Regions from separate parts of the Oryctolagus cuniculus genome. Here region 1 is linked to region 2. The links are chromatin contacts, called in public Micro-C maps. All regions are on one chromosome and are shown on one strand. The core of a region is the stretch at or near the end of the contact, and the rest is flanking DNA. Distances in the headings are between cores, read along the strand shown. Region 1 holds the start of P2RX3 (purinergic receptor P2X 3). Region 2 holds the start of TIMM10 (translocase of inner mitochondrial membrane 10).

What was found. Hi-C and Micro-C count contacts between places; a contact is called where the count stands out from the background.
Region 1: a Micro-C map of ear pinna shows a contact between it and region 2, with 5 times the contacts expected there. The contact joins the promoter of P2RX3 here to the promoter of TIMM10 in region 2. A contact is called at or near these places in 2 of 6 Hi-C or Micro-C datasets (ear pinna and an unstated tissue).

What each region holds. Positions count from the first base shown.
Region 1 is chr1:14,782,753-14,786,189 of mOryCun1.1, reverse strand. P2RX3 (purinergic receptor P2X 3) reads left to right here and starts at 2,058. Exons shown (of 12, transcript XM_051854032.2): 1 at 2,058-3,268. The coding sequence starts at 3,150. It overlaps SSRP1 (structure specific recognition protein 1), which reads right to left and starts at 698. Exons shown (of 16, transcript XM_070070311.1): 1 at 557-698; 2 at 1-125. The coding sequence starts at 610.
Region 2 is chr1:14,597,842-14,600,977 of mOryCun1.1, reverse strand. It overlaps TIMM10 (translocase of inner mitochondrial membrane 10), which reads right to left and starts at 1,736. Exons shown (of 4, transcript XM_008271405.4): 1 at 1,560-1,736; 2 at 964-1,361; 3 at 390-497. The coding sequence starts at 460.

The DNA of each region.
Region 1 (3,437 bases), core at 809-3,308, 180 kb before region 2:
TGGCCGAGAGCCACCCGGCGCCAGATGCCCTCCGTCAACTCCCCAGCCTGGATGTTGTCTACTTTGCCCGTCTTGCTATTCTTGAAGATAATTCCCTGGCGACTCAACCTCAGCCGACCGTCATTCTGTTGGGAAAGTGAGCCCAGATGCACGGGGACAGTACAGACCGTGTCCTGGGTGCAGCTCTACCCAGCATTCACTTTGACTGCCAGGTGATCAGGGCAGGAGCAACAGCTGAAGCGAGGACCAGTAAAGAGACACAAGTGTCCAGGAAGTCTCGGTTCTGCACCTGGCTCGGGCATCCAGAACCTGCGCAGGCCATCAGTCTCCTCGTTTGAAACACAGAATAGCAAATACGGTCCCTTCACACCCTGAGATCCTACAACTCTCGCGACTTTTCAGAATTGCCTTTTATTGGGGGGAAACACCAGGTGCACGTTATACAGAGACTTCCTTTTCCCAGTAGAAACGTCACCAGGACAAGCTCTCGTTCATGTACATCAACTTTAGCTCGCTCCCTCCTTCCATCTCTATTAAAAACGCAAGCCCTTCTCACCATGGAGCCTTTCACCTCCTGATAGACATCGTTGAACTCCAGTGTCTCTGCCATGTTGACCTGCCCCTGGTGGCCTGGGCAGAGCCCTAGGCCTCACAAGGGAAACCGAATACACTGGGCGCTGGGCCCCAAGTCCTGGGTGAGTGTGCAGATGGTCAGCAGGTTGGGAATCTGAATTCAAGAGAGAGTCATGAAACGCAGCGCCGCGCTCTGCTCACGGATGGAGCCAGGTGGCCGCCCCTGGGGGTTCACAGACTCTCCTCTGCCCGGGAACCAACAGGCCGGCTGTGCCGTGCTCCGGGGGTCAGCCCCGGTAATCCCAGGCCCGCAGAACCACCCCAAGCCAACACCCTCTCTGCGCGCCACACCGGGAGCCATGGTAACGAGCAGCGGAACCCCAAGGCCTGCCCGCAGCGTGCACATCTCCCGCGCCCCAACCCAGCTCAGAGCGCTAGGTTCCATCCTGGCCCTCATGGTTCTCCCCTCCTGCTAAAATGGATTCGCCCGCTGCCTGCAGATTCGAACGCGGAACGGCCCATTCGGAGCGTCCCGCGGGGGAGCGGGGCCCAGGGACGACGACCACCCACCTCCTCAAGCTGCAGCCTCGCGACGGGCCGGGCGCGGGCGGTGGGCGCTTCGGGGGATGCGGGGGAGGGGGGCGGGGACGCGGGGAACGGGAGTTAGCTGGGGAAGCTTTTCCCGCGTGCGCGGCCCCGCGTCCCGCCACCGGAAGCCGCGCACTGACCATCGAGAGGATGAGCTGGCTAGAGAGACGCCAACCAGGCCCGCCGCAGAGACAGTCGCCTAGAGCGACGGCGACGCTGGAGGACCCGAGGCCGGGGCGGTAGCGGTGAAGTCCGACTGACTAGAAAATGAAGGCTCATCGGGCTTCTTAGAACGTTGCGGACACGTCAAGCGGAGACTGGATCCTAAAGGGAAATCGTGTACCGTGGCTTTATTTTTGTCAGATTTCGGAGGTTGGGGGGTTAATTTCTGTAGGGGTTAATTTCTAGGGGTAGAAAGGAAGCTGTGGAACACGAAGAAAAATACCTCAGAGTTGCGGAGAGAAACGCGTGCGGGCGTTCGTGTCCTTTGTGGCAGGCCTGCTGGCCGGCTGCCCCCTGCTAAGTGGGATTGATCCTTTCTGAAATGAGTTCACCGTCTACACCCAAATTCTGCACCTCTGTAACCGCAGTGGCGCTGGTAGTGACTGGCAAATGGCAGGATCGAGTTCGAGCGCTGGTGTCGGGTTCACCTTAGAGCCAGAACTGATTGGAAACCACATGAGCTCATCTTGGAAGAGGTGCACCTTGCAAAATCAGAGCCGGCCTGAGCTGGGAGAGAGGTTTGGAGTTTATCTCCTCCAGCCTCCTGCGGAGAGCAGTTGCCCAGCGGCTCTGGGAGTCGGCCACCCAGGTGGAGACAGGAAGCCGCCTCGGACTCCGGTCCCGTTCTCTTCTGCTGTAACCACAGTGGTTTTACGTCCCGAGCCACTGAGCCCATGTGTCCTGCAGAAAAGCATTCGTTACACGGGATATTTAAACTCAAGATTTCCCTGACGCTGGTTACACCAGCTTGCTAACTCAGTCCTGGGATAAGAGACAACACACCGTTGCCCCCACCACCACCCCAAAATCATGGCTTTTAACCTCTGGGTAGTGGCTATTCTAACATTATCTGAATATAAATTCAGTGTACCGGGGGCTGTAATTAATCCAACACACTTCTAGGATTTCAGTGAACAAGCTGAAAACAACTCCAGCCTTCCAGGGAAGCATAATCCAACAAATGACCTGAGAGTGTGTATATCCATATAACTGCTATATATATATATATATATATATATATATATATGTATGTATATGTATATATAACTGCTGTATAAGTTTTATATATATATGTATATATAACTGCTATGCTACAGGTAGAGCTTTAGCTGTGATCAACTGCAGTTTAAAAATATGTGACTCTATGCTATTTACTCCCTCCCAAGAGATCCAGGAAAATATTGAAGACACACCCTCCCCCCCAACTCATGCTGTTGGAGGCAACTCAGGGAGGGAGGGGGTGGCTGCAGAATTGGGTGGAACGAGACAGGCACTCACAGATGAAAGGGGCTACCCAGTTCAGGCGGATTATTAGGTGGCTGGGGGATGGGGCATTTGCAAGGGGCTTTAGGGAGAGCTCACAGCAGCTGGTGAGCTGGGATGAGGATGCAACAGAAGAGATCGGAACAGAAGCGATAGACAGAGTGCAGATAAAACACGAGTCCCAGAGGGCCCTAGCCAGCTGCATCCCAGGCAATCAGGAGCCCAGGCTTGGAGACCCCACCCCTGCCGTGACATCACAGGAGAGTGGGGTGGAGACAAATAAAAAGGGGGTCCCCCGCCCTGGCCCTGGACTCTTGGCAGCCAGAGTGTCAAGAGCAGAGAGAGCCTGGGCACTGGGCTGGGGTTGTCTGGCTTAAAGGAACAGGTTTCCCATTCCTGGAGCCCCTCTGAGCTACCTGCTCCAGGCTTCCTGGCCCCGAGGACCTGTCTTTCCTGAGCTGCCATTGGGCCCCTTCCCAGGGGCCCCTGAGCTCTCTGGCAGCATGAACTGTGTATCAGACTTCTTCACCTATGAGACCACCAAGTCGGTGGTTGTGAAGAGCTGGACCATCGGGATCATCAACCGAGCCGTGCAGCTTCTGATCATCTCCTACTTCGTGGGGTGAGTCTGTGACCCTGTCCTGGTGTCCTGCCCTCCCTCCATCCCACAGGGCTGCTCTTCAGGTTTACGGGCTTTGCCTTTTGGGGGAAACATTTTGCACTGTGCAGCCACTTCCTACAGACTAGCGTCAGCCCCACGCACTGGGATCTGGCCCCCAGGTGAATACTTT
Region 2 (3,136 bases), core at 487-2,986:
CAAAAAACAACGAAGTGGGGAGATGTCTGGCACAGTGGTTAAGACACCCACATCCTATACCGGCAGGCCTGTGTGGAGTCCCAGCTCTCTCCAGATTCCAGCCCCCTGCTAACGTACACCTTGGGAGGCAGCAGGTGCTGGCTTAAGGAGTTGAGTCCCTGCCGTCTACACAGGCGGCATGGATTGAGTTCCTGGCTCTGGGCTTTGGCCTGCTGCACGCACCTGGGGAGCAGATAGGAGACCTATTCCTCTCTCTGCCTTTCAAGTAAATAAATGCCCAACCGTTCTGGTAACAGGTCAGCATGAGTGTCAGCCAAGGGGTCCACGTCGGGAGGATGAGCAGGGGCTTTGGGCTGCTCTACGCTAACAAAAGCTTTGTTAGACCTTACCTGTTGTACATATCAGCCATCATCTCCACCTCCAGTTCCGCAGCCAGCTGTTGGGCCCTGAGCGGATCCATCTCAGCGCAGCCGGTGAAGAGGCTCTCCTCCGGCCTCCTGGCCCAGGGACAGACAGCACCGTCAGCCTCCCACCCCAGGGCCTGGGGAGCGCGAAGGAACCACAGAACATCACAACGGCAGTGCGTTTGACCGTGCCGTCTCACGGATGTGGACACGGGTCTAAAAGGAAACACGGTCTACCCCAAGGTTACACAGGGCGCCAATGGCGGGCCTGGAAACTGAACCCCAGACACCTGATGTCCCAGTGCTTCCAGGTCACCTCGGTCCAGGAAAAGATCAAGAAATGGACAGAACACGAAACCGCGGGCCTGACCCTCCGAGACCCTGGGAACTCGATCAAACGCGGAACCGACCTGCCCAGGACACACCCCAAAGCCTGTTTCTCTGAAATGGCGACATCAGGGTCACCCAGAAGTCAGAGATCCCGGCTCACTCACCACGGCCTGGGGCGAGCCACAAAGTACACGGCGTCCCCAACTTCGGGCAAATACTAGACACTTACCCAGTGCTCCGGGGAACTAAAGCGGAAGCACGTGGGCCACTTCCGGGAGTGAAGTCCCACCTCTTCGAACCGGAAGGAAACCCCAACAAGGGGTGCCGGGAAATCGGCTACCATAGAGAGGGAGCAACGGCCCGGCCGGACGGGAAAGCGGCTTTCAAATGCTAGAGAGGACGTCAAAGTACCATAGAGGCTTGGGTGGGGTGCAGAGCGGTTGCACCCCGCTGAGAGCCCCAGTCTAGTCCTTCCGGTTGTCTCGGAGAGGTTTATTTGGGTAGGAAGGGCGTGAGGACCGAGGTCGGTGAACTTCACCCGTCAGATGCCGGAGCCCAGCTCTTGCGTGCAGAAGGAAGAACGCCCCCAAATGGCGGTTCTCAGCTTTCGTCGCACATTAAAACCACCTGGAAGGAAAAAAAAAAAAAGCTGCCGACGCCCGGGCGGCTTCACCTAATGCCAATTAAGTCAGAGTTTCTAGTAGTAGGACCCAGGCATGGGTAAAACTTTTAACTTTGAGAACCAGTGCTTCATGGACGTTGTGTGTAGGTCGTGAAGCCGCCCGTGGGGCTGCAGATTTCAGTCCTTGCTCGTCGAAAGCTTACCCGTGCAGAACGTTTTAGCCGACATCTAAGAGACGCCCCGAGCCGTGAAGAGACGAATTGGAGCAATTTCGGCTACCACGGAGCTAACAGTGCGCGTGGTCTAGGAGACAGCGCGAACCGGTGACCTCTTGTCTTGCAGAACTTACTGTGCTTACTGATGTGCACCGCACACCCCCCCCCCCAACCACACAGATACTTAAAAAGGAAAATGCAATTAAAATATGTTTATTCTGTTGAAAAAAAAAAAGAAATCTGTGCATAATTTTCCTAGAATGCACATTTCTTTTTTTTTTTTTTAAGTTTTTATTTTTTGACAGGCAGAGTGGACAGTGAGAGAGGGAGACAGAGAGAAAGGTCTTCCTTTTGCCGTTGGTTCACCCTCCAATGGCCGCCGCGGCCGGCGCACTGCGGCCAGAATACACATTTTTTATGAACTTTTTGCACACCCCTTGTATGGATCAGTTTAAAAAAATTTTTGCACCAAAATAAACTAAATTCAATTTCTCGTGATTTCTTTGAAGAACGCTTGTAACTTTTTTTTTCCAGATTTATTATTTATTTGAAAGGCAGAGGTAGAAGGGGGGAGAGAAAGAGATCTTCCATCTACTGGTTCACTTCCCCAAGGTACCAACAGCCAGGCCTGGGCCAGGCAGGAGCTGGGAGCCAGGGGACAGGAACTTCTTCCAGGTCTTCCATGTGGGTTCAGGGGCCCAAGTACTTGGGCCATCCTCCACTGCTTTCCCAGGTGCACTAGCAGGGAGCTGAATCGCAAGTGGAAGAGCCGGGACTCCAACTGGCTCCCGTATGGGATGCCAACACTGCAGGCAGAGGCTTAACCTGCTATGGTAGCCACAGTACCAACCCTCCACCTTGTAACACTTAATTCTCTGATTTTCCACACAATTCCTGGTAAACTAGACTTACAAGATGTAAATTAGTGATGCATGGGCCAGCACCGTGGTGCAGCAGGTTAAGCCACCACATGCAGTTCCAGTTCTTGTGTCCCTCCTGCTCCGCTTCCCATCCAGCTCCCTGTCTGGGAAAGCAGCCAAAGATGGCCTGAGTCTTTGGGCCCCTGCCACCCATGTGGGAGACCCGAAGAAGCTGGTGGCTCCTATCTTCCTGGCAGCCATTTGGGGAGTAAACCAACAGATGGAGAAGTATCCCTCTGTCCTTCTCGCTCTTTGTTACTCTGCCTTTCAAATAAATAAATAATAACAAACAGGGCACAGTGTCTGTTGGAGAAGGTGGCCTGGCTATTTTATATGTGGTCATTGTACTAGTGTATTTCGGTATTGTCCAAGACAATAGAAGACTCATTTTTAGTAAACATTAGGTCTTGATTTATTTAAAAAAGATTTATTTATTTATTTGAAAGCAGAGTTACAGAGAAAGAGGCAGAGAAAGAAAAATCTTTTACCTTCTGGTTCAGTCCCCAAATGGCTGCAATAGCAAGGGCCAGGCCAGGCCAAAGCCAGGAACTTCATTCAGGTCTCTTACGTGAGTTGAGGAGCCCAAGAATTTGGGCCATCCTCTCCTGCTTTTCCAAACACATTAGCAGGGAGCTGGATCTAAAG